Regions from separate parts of the Cricetulus griseus genome. Here region 1 is linked to region 2. A link is a contact called in public Hi-C data. All regions are on one chromosome and are shown on one strand. The core of a region is the stretch at or near the end of the contact, and the rest is flanking DNA. Distances in the headings are between cores, read along the strand shown.

Evidence for each region. A called contact is a pair of places that touch in the nucleus more often than the background predicts.
Region 1: a Hi-C map of fibroblasts shows a contact between it and region 2, with 2.7 times the contacts expected there. The contact joins the enhancer-like site here to the promoter of Klf9 in region 2. A contact is called at or near these places in 2 of 8 Hi-C or Micro-C datasets (fibroblasts and liver).

Annotation. Positions count from the first base shown.
Region 1 is chr3:38,239,240-38,245,021 of CriGri-PICRH-1.0, forward strand. No RefSeq gene overlaps it. Among named protein-coding and RNA genes, the nearest start is that of Klf9, 80 kb to the left of the region's middle. Within about 2 kb of position 3,007, at least 5 of the 6 cell types and tissues checked have open chromatin away from gene starts, as enhancers often do. A contact at or near this core is called in fibroblasts, where this site is marked.
Region 2 is chr3:38,158,945-38,165,211 of CriGri-PICRH-1.0, forward strand. Klf9 (Krueppel-like factor 9) reads right to left here and starts at 3,160. Exons shown (of 2, transcript XM_027406519.2): 1 at 2,630-3,160. The coding sequence starts at 3,134. LOC103164358 (serine/arginine repetitive matrix protein 3-like) reads left to right here and starts at 3,096. Exons shown (of 2, transcript XM_027406522.2): 1 at 3,096-4,144; 2 at 4,634-6,267. The coding sequence starts at 3,133. The coding sequence ends at 3,828.

The sequences.
Region 1 (5,782 bases), core at 1,757-4,256, 80 kb after region 2:
ATCCCTCTTAAAAGGCAAGGTCATTATACATTTATACTCTCTTGCCAGAGACTGGAGGTAAAACTTAAGGGCAGTTTTACCAGGTTTGTGCCTTATATACCATTAAAAAAATAAAGTCTTTTCCTTGTCATATACTCTGGCTAGTCTGGTACTTGTTATATAGCCCAGGTTGGTCCCAAACCAACGGCAGTGGTCCTTCTTCTGGTACTGGAATAACACGTGCATTTTCATTTTCTTGTTTAAGGTTCTTCTACATCATTCTAGCTTCTGCTTTGGTCTGCAGCCATTTCTGCCTGTCTCCATCACTCTGCTCAGATATATCAGTTCACTTTCTATCAAACCCACAGTGTACAGCCTAAGGCTCTGGCTCTTCATTCGGGCTGTGTCTCAGACCTGTAGTGATTTAGGTCATTCCTGAGTATGAGTGGTGGTGGAATACTATCATTCTTTAAAGATTAAGGTCAACACAGCTGCTTTTGTAGACCCATTCAGGTTCTCCCCTCTCTCCCAGACTCAGCATTGATTTCTCTTGCTCAGCATACTTCACTAGGTTTTCCAGCATAGACATAATAATTCATTCTTTGTTGTTCTTCATAAGCCTTAATGTATCCACTCTGAGGGAACTTCATCTTTTGGCTTTGCACTGTTGTGGTTATAAGCCTTCCAACTGGAAGCCAGACTATTGTTGTTATTAAGGCTACTCACCATAGTTTTTTGTTTTGCTACACTACTTGGCTTGTGGTGTGTTTGGACTTCTCTTATCCCTTCATGTTCTGTGTGTTTGATTTGTTTTGGACATAAGTGGAAGCAGGACCATCATGAGCTCTTCTCGGGAAGAAGCTATTGGGAGAAGATGGGTTCGGAGATGGTGAGTGACTGACTGTGCTTTCCTTCTCAAATGATCATTGACAGTGCTTAAAAGGTCTGACAAACAGGTTCAGGAGGCCTTGAAGGGTGCATGCCACTATAGGCAGGTTTTGAGAGTTTAAATACCCAAGGCAATTCTCGTTCTCTCTGTTTCGTGCTTGTGGCTCAAGCTGTGAGTTCTCAGCTAGCTGTTCCAGAGCCAGGCTTGCTTCTTACTTGCTTCTCACCATGAGGGACTTTTCTCTCTCTAGAATACTCAATCTGTCTTCTTAGAGTTGTCTTGGTTTTATCACAGCAACAAACAAATAACTAGTACAGTATCCCTGACTGGATTGGAAGTCACTATGTCGCCCAGGTTGCCTTGAATTGTCTTGCAAGTGTTGGGGTTACAGGTGTGAGTCGCCACACCCAGGCTTGAGCTTTACTGGTCTTCTGGCCCAGTGAGCATTGGCCTACAGATGGACACACTGTCCCCAGCTGAGTCCCAGAGGCCATCTTTCACCTCCCCCCCACACCCGTGTAGTAGCTGTATGATATGGTGGTGTTTGTCGATGCCCTAAAAGTGCTTATGTAACTAGTTTCTTCAGTCTTGGCAGGAGCTCTGGGCCTGAGGCGAGAAAGGGTGTTTACATTCTACAAGTATAATCCCAAGAATGCCAAGTCTCAGGGCTGCTCCAGCTCAGTGTCGTGCCCCCACCACCCCCATCAAGCACCTACTTTGTCTCTGGAACCGGCTGCCACTGCCTTAAAAATCAGTATTGGACATATGAGAAACTAGGCTAAGTATAATAAGGCCCACTTTGAGGAAGCATTTGATTCCTGCCTCAGGTACTGCCTGGATCACTAGGGAAGGAGAGGATGCTTCCTATCCTGAGGCTGCCCCGGAGCCTTGTGCCTGGCACAAAGCGTGGAGGCAAGTGAAGCTATTCGACAGCCACTCACTGAGTCAATAAACTGTGAAAATATGTGGGCGAGAGAACAGTTTAGAGTACATGTTAGTAGATGTTCTTAATCAACACCTAAGAGACAGCTTGCACTGACCCACACTTGCGTTCATAATAACAATGGTTACTATTTACTCAATGGGGCACATTCTGTTTCCTTGAACCCCATAAGAGAGGCCAATTCTGCAAACAGGTGGCCTTTTCCCAGTTAATAACTGAGCATTCTCAGTCATCAGCACAAAGTCTGAGGCACTTGCCTGATGTCCTAGGGACAGTAAAACAGGATGCGAAAGCCACCCTGCATAGAGTACTCTTTGTTCTTCTCGCTGTCCTTGATGCCTGCTGCTCTCTTTTTCCTGCAATGGGGCAGGACTGGGTTCCCTTGGAAGGAGGCATAGAGAGGCCTGCAGGGAGGGAGGCTTGGGCAGTTCGTGTCACCCATTTCTTTTGCAGCAGGCATGAATTCAACTGGGAAGATACAGCTGCCTGCTGGGCTTTATTTCAGCACTCCCACCTGAGTTCAGGCCCTTCCACCGCTCAGTCTTCTGCCCCCTCCTCCTAGCCACCCCAGCTGTGGTCACACAGCTCTCCTCTTTTCTTTCTGTTCCCTTCAGTCCTCTGGTTTGGAGGCCGTGTTTCCATTTTGCAAGACAAAATTCTTGCTTCAGGTACTATTTTACGAACAGACGCTTGCACAAAATCAGTATTGGATTGATGCATTGGATCGTTTGCTAAATTCTAGACAGAAGATGAAAAAGCTTTGGATCCAGGAAATGGAAAAGTTGGGGGCGGGGGCAGTGTGTGGGGCTGGGGCAATGATCTTGACTGTTCCCTTAAGTCTTCTGTCCTCTTTCCCTGCCCCCACTCCCACCGGCACCTCTTAGCGCAGGCGCGGTCTCTGCAGCTTAGTTAGTATTATCGCTGTCATCCGATCACAGAAACATTCAAACAGACTGAAAAGCTCCAATCGAAGCCAAAGCAGAAGTATGCACACAGGGGCCTGTTTCCTTGGAAGTGCTTCAGTTGTGATTAAACTCCAAAGAAATATGCCAACAACCCCCTTGACCCTCCAGCGAGAAACAGCGAACTGAACTCCAAGGACCAGAAAGGCATCTCTGGAGTGCCGGGTGCACACGCCTGTTCCCTGCTTTTGCGGCCACTGTCCGCAGATGGCTTCTGCGCCCGCTCGGGTTGGCGGCTGTGCCTGCTGCTGCCGGGCTGCGGCTGAGATCATTCTGTTGATCTTGTTTTACACAGCGCAGCCCGGCACAGGCTGAGTACAGAATGTTCTCTTCTGTGAACCGAGCTTGAACTCTTCCAGCCCACTTTGTTTGAGGAGCCACACAGACACAGAGGGAAAAGAGCGGGCAGATAACCCCAAATCGTGGAAATCGTGGTGTTCTTTGGGATTTGGGCTTAGGCCATTTGCTTTTCACTGCCTGAAGTGAAAAATAATCCCCCCACCCCCCAAGCCTTGCTTCTTGCTTTCCCGGAAGAGTGAAACGCCCGTGATGTCCTTCCTCTTAAGACTTGGCACCAACTTTGGAAATTAACAAGTCTGTCACTGTCTCTCTTCAATTTCTTTTTCTCCTCTTAGGCATTCACGGAACAACAACAATATAGTTGGTTTCCTATAAAGGAAAGATGAGGTCCCTGGTGCTTGTGACTTCTCCCTGGGTTGTGGAAGCTATCACAGTATTGTAAATTGTGTTCTGTGACTTATTGCTATGGCTGGAGGGATGTGATGGGGAAGGCTTCTGGCCAGCGGCCTTTATACAAATGAGCCATGAAAAAAAAGCTGTGAAATGTTTAGGAGGGTGGCACGCTCTCCCTCACTCTCTCCCTCTCTCCCTCTCTCCCTCTCTCCCTCTCTCCCTCTCTCCCTCTCTCTCTCTCTCTCTCTCTCTGTGAGTGTGTGTGTGTGTGTGTGTGTGTGTGTGTGTGTGTGTGTACACTAGCCCTGGCTGTCCTGGAACTCACTCTGTAGACTAGGCTGGACTTGAACTCACAGAGATCTGCCTGCCTAAAGGCGTGTGCCACCACCGCCTGGTTTCTCTTGATTCAGGGGTAAGTGTGTAGTTTGAGAACACAAATGGTTTGGGGGCTGAAAGATCTCAGAGTGAGATTTCTGTAGGTTAGACAGTGAGGTTCAGTGTAGTGGTTTTCCAGCTCGTTAATGATAATAATAATAATCTTTAGATAGTAACAGTACTAACAATAAATTCAAAGAGATGAGATTCTGCTGTTACCTAAGCTGCTTAAACTTCCAGACTCACATATAGTCTTCCCATCTCATCCTACCAGGTAGCTGGGATGATGGGTGCATAGTGACATACTAGGCCCCTGCTGCTGCTGAAAATAACAATAGCAATTCATATTATTTTTTTGTTTACTAAGATAGAGTCTTACTACATAGCCCAGGCTAGCCTTTTGGTCTGAGATTCTCCTGACCCAGACTCCTTAGTATGAGGATTACAAACACACACCACTATACCTGGCTGCAATAATGAATAGTTTTGATATCAATAGATTCTTTCTTTGCACTCAAATTTGCAAAACATTGGGTGAATCACACAGCTTAGTGTGAGATGTAGGTTTGGATTTTCCTTTTAGGTTGGCTCCTGGCACATATTATAGTGGACAAGTCATGTCTTAGGCTCATTAGTGAAAGGGTCATAGATTTGTCATAAATACAGGAGTCATTTATGACCATCTTGCTGCTGTACTAGTGACACAAATTCTTCTCTTGAATTCACAGTTCTGTCACCTCCTGGTTTGGGCTTTCTATACATCTGGCTTTTGTTCATGGTTTCCAAAGATACTCTGCTGGTTTTAAGATATTTATTTACTTATTTATTTTTGTGTGTGAATCATCTAGCTAGCCCTTATTTTGTTATTTATTTATTTTGATTGATACAGGGTTTCACTGCATAGCCCTGGCTGGCCTAGAACTGGATGTGTAGACCAAGCTGGCCTTGAACTCACAGAAATCAACTGCCTCTGTTTCCCAAGTGCTGGGAATAAAGGTGTGTGCCATCATGACTGGCCTATTTATTTATTTCCTATTAACACTATACAAAGCTTGCCTCTCTTCTCCAGGCTTCAAGAGCTGAGATAATAGGTATTTGCTATCACCCCACTGTCAAGGAGATTTCCATGTGAATATTGTTGCTTCTGACACGGTTTTAGTTCCAAGAGATTCTCTGATAATATTTTGTTTGAAAAGTCACATGTCACAGTGCTCTCAGAGTATTAGCTAACTAGTTCATTGATTTTATAATCCTTTCTTGAACACCGGCTATGTCTAAATTAGTGATGCGGGTTTAAGATCTGTGAGATGAGCTAGGCATGTTCACTGTCTCCGAAGACCTTATTGTCCAGTGGGAGAAGCACACATGATATGGAATATGCACACAAATGTCTATACAGCTGAGGACGCTGGCATGTGCTCAGAAGAAGTAATGAACTGTGGTGGAAGAAGACATCGGGTACCAGGTGAAGATTCCCATGTGAGGAAGCTGAGGCCAGAGCTGACAATGAAAGGAAGGCATTATGAAAACCGCAGATATTTGTGGTGATGAGACTTGCATGGATCATCCAGCAGTTGGTAAGCGTTCTCGTGCTGAGTGGTGGATGCTGGTGTGTGTAGGAAGAAGTGTAAAAATTTTTTTCCATGTAGATCAGGAATTTCCACTTGTCCTTCTTGTGCCTTTATTAAGTTTTTCTGCTAAGTTTGTATAAAACCTCAGGCTCCCTAACAGTGTTCCAGGCATTCATGATGACTCTATTGAGACTGGCACTTGAGGTGACTCATTTGTCAGTCCTGAGTTGAGTCTGTGGTCCCATGCTTTGTTGTTGTTGTTTTCCTTTTCCCGCTGCCAAGGTCTCATGAGCTCTAGTCTGGCCTTGAACACAATATGCATCCGAGGATGAACTTGAACTTCTGACCACCCTGCCTCCAACTCCAACTC
Region 2 (6,267 bases), core at 1,910-4,409:
AAGGGCGGAGGTGGTCAGGAACATATCAAATTCAAATCCAGCTTAGCTATTTCAGCAAGACCTTATCTCCAAAAACCCAAAATAAAAATAAACGAGGTCCACCCGATATAAAGCAGTTCCAACCAACTGTTGCTAGGCAAGGATCCGGGCCCACTCACTATTTGCCAGATCTTCTGATTTTTCCAGAGAACTAGAAATCTGGCCTTATGCCAGAATCTTGATTTTTAGATGCTGATAAGTAATGAAATTTTTATAAACTCTGTGCCGTCCACAGCAAACAAATCTGCAAAGCAAAATCTGCAGCAGCCTACTCCGGTTTTCAAACCTTAAATTACGAAGATCTGCCTAGGGTCTCGGAATATCCGAGCCTAGTTCAGCCACCTCAACTGTGTCCTTCCTCGGGACACCATGGAAGGAGCCCCGCTGAATTAAATTTTTGAAATGATTCATCTTCCAAAGATGTTGGCGTATGGCAGCAGAGCTGTTCCAGGGCTCTATAAGGAAGTGAGCAAGCAGGGGGGATTCTCCGGGGAATGAGTGGAGGGAGCCGTACTGAACACGGGGGTGTGGCAGGGACTTCAGCTCTTAAGATTTTCACAGAACACTGACGGCCCAAGGCTGTCTCTCCATGCACCTTCAGGATTTAAGAACCAGCAGAAAGAAAACCAGGAAGCTCCTTGCCCCACCCAACCGTGATCTAACCTGAAGCTGCCTGAGAATCCAAGCGCCTGAAACTCAACTTGGCATGTGTGCCCTCGTCAGTACACTCTAGGCAGGATCTGTGGAGGCTAGAGTTTTCATCCACACTAGCAGGACAGGGAGTCCTTCACCTCTACCCCACACCCCCAACCCCCCAAAACATAAATAAGACCCCTGCAATCACCACACCACTAGAACCAAAAGAACACTGTAGCATTTAAAACGGAAAGAGTATTTGCTTCACTTCCTTTTCCACTGTGATCTGTGTAAAAGCTTCTCCTGAAACAGCTGAGCTGACGTGCCTTATGGAGAATTAAGGAGCAGCATGCATGCCCGCACACATGAGCATCCATTTCTATAAATGCCCGAGAAAAGCACTCAGCCGAAATGGCCCAGAATGCTGGGTATCTACTGCTGAGCTGGGAGGCACTGCCGGCCTCCCCACTTACACCACTGGGCAGCCTTCCTGAAGGAGAAAATGCCTTTGCTCAAGGTGGCAGTGGGTGTCCATGTGAGCCACTGAACCCTGGGAACATGGCTGACATGGCCAGGCCCGCCCAACAGCTGTGGTGAGTAACACGCTGAGTTAATATACCACTCTTCGCCTCCCAGAGCCCTACTAAAGGTCACACCCCTCACTGAGGGTACAGGCCTAACTGCCTTACAGATTCAAACTTTCAAAGGTGCTGCTTCATATGGCAACCTGGATGTGGATCCCCAAAAGCACCTGTTTTTTCATTAGCACTAGGAAATTTAGATTTATATGGGTGCTGGAAGCCACCTCCAAGAGACTTCACTTTCCAAAGGAAATAAAAAGGGAGGTGGTTACATACTCCTTCTTTTAAAAGGCAAACAAAGCCGAAAAACCCCAGCGAGAGTACCATTTTGAAACCAAAGGTTCAGGATTTCTTCTACAAAGTTCCCACACCAAAACGCCTCTACGCCTTTCCATACAAATGCCAACAATTTCGAAAACATGCTGTCTCAGGGCAGAAGGGACAGGCCTGCTGCCTGATCATAGCAGCAGTCACAAGCGACCCTTCCCAAGCCGATCAGACAGCAAGCCCATATGTGAACGCTTTCCAACGTTTCCCGTACATGTTTAATTAGAACAACCAGAGCCAGTTGACCAAGGTCCTTAGTCCCTAAAGCCCATTCCACACAGCAGATGTCTTTACAGCCACGTTGGTGTGTGCTGCTTGGCCTACAGCTAGCAGAAGCGCCTCACATTCATCCCCCAAGGCCTTGAATTCCAGCAAGGACCACACCTCTCTACTTAGGGTTCAGGCGTGCTACCTAATAAGTTACACGGGAACAGATCAGCACTAAATCACCTCCCTTAGGAAGGCTAACTTAGTCAAGAAGTTAATCCACCAACCACTCCTCCCTTCATCAGTCTCCCCTGCAGCCTGAAGCAGTTTTATTTTAAACCTCTCAGGGGACTCTTGGCCAAATTTAAAACCACCTTGGCAAGCCCTGAAAAGTAGCCGCCATCCAGCTAAATGAGTCCTTAGTCATCCCTAAAAGGATTCACGCATGTGGCTTTCCCCCATGCCGCGACCCCTCCGCTGCAACCCCACCAGGGAAATTGAATAAAAGCTGCGCCATCTGACTGCCCGCCGCCAGCGTCTCCCCAGGTGGGGCGGCCCCGCAGCAGCCGGGTGCGGAGTCCCGGGGGCGGGGCGGGGAAGGGAGGGGCGGGCCCGTTCCCCACCAAGCCACGCAAACCACTCTTTCAACCCGGTAGTTTGGGGCTCCGGGTGGCTCCTAAAGGTTGGGGCCAAGTAAGGAGAGAGTGCAAGAGTTAAACAGCATCGTCTCCGAAATATTTGCAGCCTCTAGGCCGAGTGCGGAGTCCTGGGCACCCAGGAATGCTGGCCGGCCAAAGGTTAGCTAAGCCCGGAGAGGGGGGAGAGGCGACGCCGCTAACCTGTATGCACTCTGTAATGGGCTTTAAGATGGGAGGATTTTCCATAGACTTTCCCACAGCCACTGTAGGGGCACTTGTGCCTCTTTTCGGAGGCGTGTTTCCCCTTCGCAGCCACTCCAGAGTGGAGGAGGGAGAGCGGGCTGGGCGTGTTGCCAGAATCCTGTCTCTCCTCCGGGCTGTGGGAAGGACTCGACCCAGATTCGGTGGTCACGTCGCTGTCGGATCCTATATCCTCATCGGGACTCTCCAGACTGTCGCTGCACACCGAGGGGGTCTGGATGGGTCGGTACTTGTTCAGGTCCAACAAGCTCTTGGCGATGGTGACCAGCGTGCAATAATCCTTCCAGGTGTCCCCCGGGTCACCGTGCTCCTTGGTCACCTCGCGCTCAGGTAGTCGCAGCCGCTCGGCGTCCGGAGCGCCCCCATGCTCCGGCACCGCGGTGCGGTTGGAGATGGAAACCAGACACTGGGCAGCCACGAAGTCCATGTAGGCGGCCGCGGACATGGTGCGGGCGACGGCCCCCCGGGCGGTGCGGCCAAACTTGACGGTGGCTGCGGAGCTTCGGCTCGCCCTGCCCTGGCCTCGGACGACGAGCGCGGTGCGGCGAGGCCGAGGGGGCGGGGGCGCGGGAGCTTGCGACTCGCGGGAGCGCCGAGGCGACCTCAGCCCCTCATCTTTACGTAACCGGCTGCGCCTCCGCACGCAGCAGCCGCGGCCGGCTCCGCCGCTGTCGCCGCCGCCCTGCCCGGCGCCCCGCGCGATCCCCCGACGGGCGCGCCCTCCTCCTGAGCCGCCTCCTTGGAGAGATGCCACACGTGGCGGTCGCAAGTTTATTCGACTGCAAACGCGTCCGAGTCGAGGGGACAGGCAACTGCGAGCCAGGCGCACGCCCTCGGCCGCCTCTCCGCCGAGCTCACGCCCTGGGGCATCAGCCGAGTACACGGACGCGGGGGGCGGGGGCCGAGCGGGGCGCCGCGCCTACAAGACACTTCTTCCCGCGTCCGCCGACGGCCACCGAGCCCCTGGTCCTGCCGCGCCGCGCCGCTCCGGCATTCTCCAGCTCAGTAACAATTTCGCAGAATCCCATCACGTCACAATCCAGGCCCCCTCCAATTGGCCAGTGGGGAGGGTGATTCAACTCTGTTTACTTTCTCCCCCTGCCAGTCAGAAGGGCCCTTCGGTGGAGAGGTGCGTCTAGAACTACAGCGCGCGGCCAATCCGACCGTTCCGTTCCGCCGCCGCGTGCTGCCCCTCCAGCCCCGAACGCTGACATTTAAAAGGGAAACTGTTCGGAGCCGGGTGGCGCATCCCCGCCGATGCCGCCCGGTCCGCGCGCGCGCCCACGCCTCCCGGCCCACGTGCCAGCTGGCGTGGCTTGGAGACGTATCTCCCCCAGGCGGTTACACCCGTCCCTAGGGCCGAAACAGAACTTCAGCTTCGGGTTTCCAGCCTTCAAATAGTTAAGTGACTTCCTGCAAACGCTACAGTCCCAGCAACCAGCCTTCCAATCAAAAGTAAGTTGGTTGATGTCACTGGCATTGCCTCAGCCAATCAGAAGGGCGTTCCGAAAGCAAGCGCTCGACACTTGTAAACCTGCGGAGCTGTAGTGAAACCGGACAGATCTTTACATTTTGTGTTGCTGGTGGTAACCCTGAAATATAGGTGGGAGGACGGGGTGATTAATAAATGCAGTGTGAATTTTAAACAAACCCTCAATATGGCAGGTCACACTATCCAAGGACAAACTCTGAGGAGACAGCATCGATTGGTTCTTGTTTGGATTGCAGCACTTTGGTTTAAAGTTCTTCCACCCCACATATACTATGAGAAATTCATCGCAAAAATTCACAGCTAACAAAACATCTGGTTCCAGAATCTTGCACAGATCCACTATATCTTGGTATTTGCTATAGGTGTTCCTACTGCCCCAAGTGCTACCTTAAACCAAGAAAAACCAGCACAAACCCTCATTTGCATAACTTTAAAAACTCTTTTCTTTTCAGGGACTCCTGCGGGGCACATTTCCTCCCCTTTGCTTTGCAAATGTTGGAGAACAAGACTTTTCTACCTTATCAGGTAGATAATAGGACTCAATAGAAACCACAGGGTTCCTGATTCCCAAGTCTGCTTTAGAGAAACAAGCCCCTGTGAAATATTAACTAATTAAAAAGATTCTTAAAAACTGGAATCAACCAGAAATCCTTACCAAGTGACTCTTGTGGTATTACTTGATCAACAATTAGTGTGGGTTTCTCATGAATGCTAGGGTTGTTTTCCATCTTGATAGCTGAGCAAAGAATCTAGGGCCAATAACCCTAGCAGGGGCATATGGTCAAGGGCACTGCTGATTCAAAATCCATAAAAAATCCATCCACTTATCCTGAGTATGAAAGGCTCTTGTTTCCATGAGATGCTAATTTCACAATATCTAACCCTGCCACCCACTAGTGATTAACCTTTAATGTTTGGGATGCTTCCACAGGGTTCTTCTGGCTCTCAGATGGATCCTTCTAGTTTGAAGGGTAGAATAGATCATTTTGACCTTGAAAGTTATACAGGATAGACACCACACAAGGTCATTCCCTGGGAAAGGAACTTGTAGAAAGTAGGGCTGACCTGTGGAGAATTACCGCCATGAGCCATGATCAATCATATCCGTATCCAACGCCAGAGAGCATGGAGACCTGCTCTGTGCCAAGCCTAGGCCCAAACACCCTCATGGACCCTTGTAGTAATTATGTGAGGTAAGTACAAGTATAGCACACTATGTAACAGGGAAGCCATCTTGCAATTTTTTTTTTTATTCTAAAAACCTTAATTTCAGGAAGGAATTCACAGAAGTTGGCCATGGTGGTATATACTAAGTTCCAGACTTAGGAGGATGGAGCATCTGAGGAGGCCAGCCTGGGTATAGCCTGGGCTACAGAGTGAGAGCCTGTCTCAAAAAGAAAGAGGGAAAGGAAAAGAAGGAAGGAAGGGAAGGAGGGATTGATTCTGCCCAATTCATGATCATTTTTTCTAGACTCAACTCTGTCCCTAGGATACATGGTTAGAATTTGCATGTCTGCCTGCCCCCTGAGGCACAGCACAGATAACCAGTGGATCTCTCCAGGAGCCCCTGTGATCAAGGCCTCCCAGACCTGTGTTTCCACTAGCATGAGTTTCTGACCTAGGTCTGACAGGTTACCAAAACTTTAAGGTTAAAATCAGTATTGTCCTCAGAAAGAAAAAAAAATAAAATAAAGCCTTCGTCTTTCCTTAAAGATTGATTCTGAATTTGAATACAGTAACCTTGGGTTTTTTTTTTTTTTTTTTTTTCTATATGTAAACTTAACTTCCCTTACTTCTTGTGGCCTTCTCTTTGGTGCTCTTTAATTTCATGTGGTTTGGACTGAGTTCTTTGATACCCTTGATTCCGTTACAAAGAAGATCAAGAAGGCAGATTCCATTGTGTGAATTTCTCTTACAGATTTGCAAACAAATTGCCACTTGATTTAGAGAATGGTCTCAAATCCAGCAATTCTAGCAGTGTGCACCGTCCTCTCCTTTCCCAACCATTCATTCTCAGACAGTTTTGTTCTTAGCAGCAAGATAGACATGAGGACAGAAATGCAAAGGGAGTCTGTCCTAGATGAGC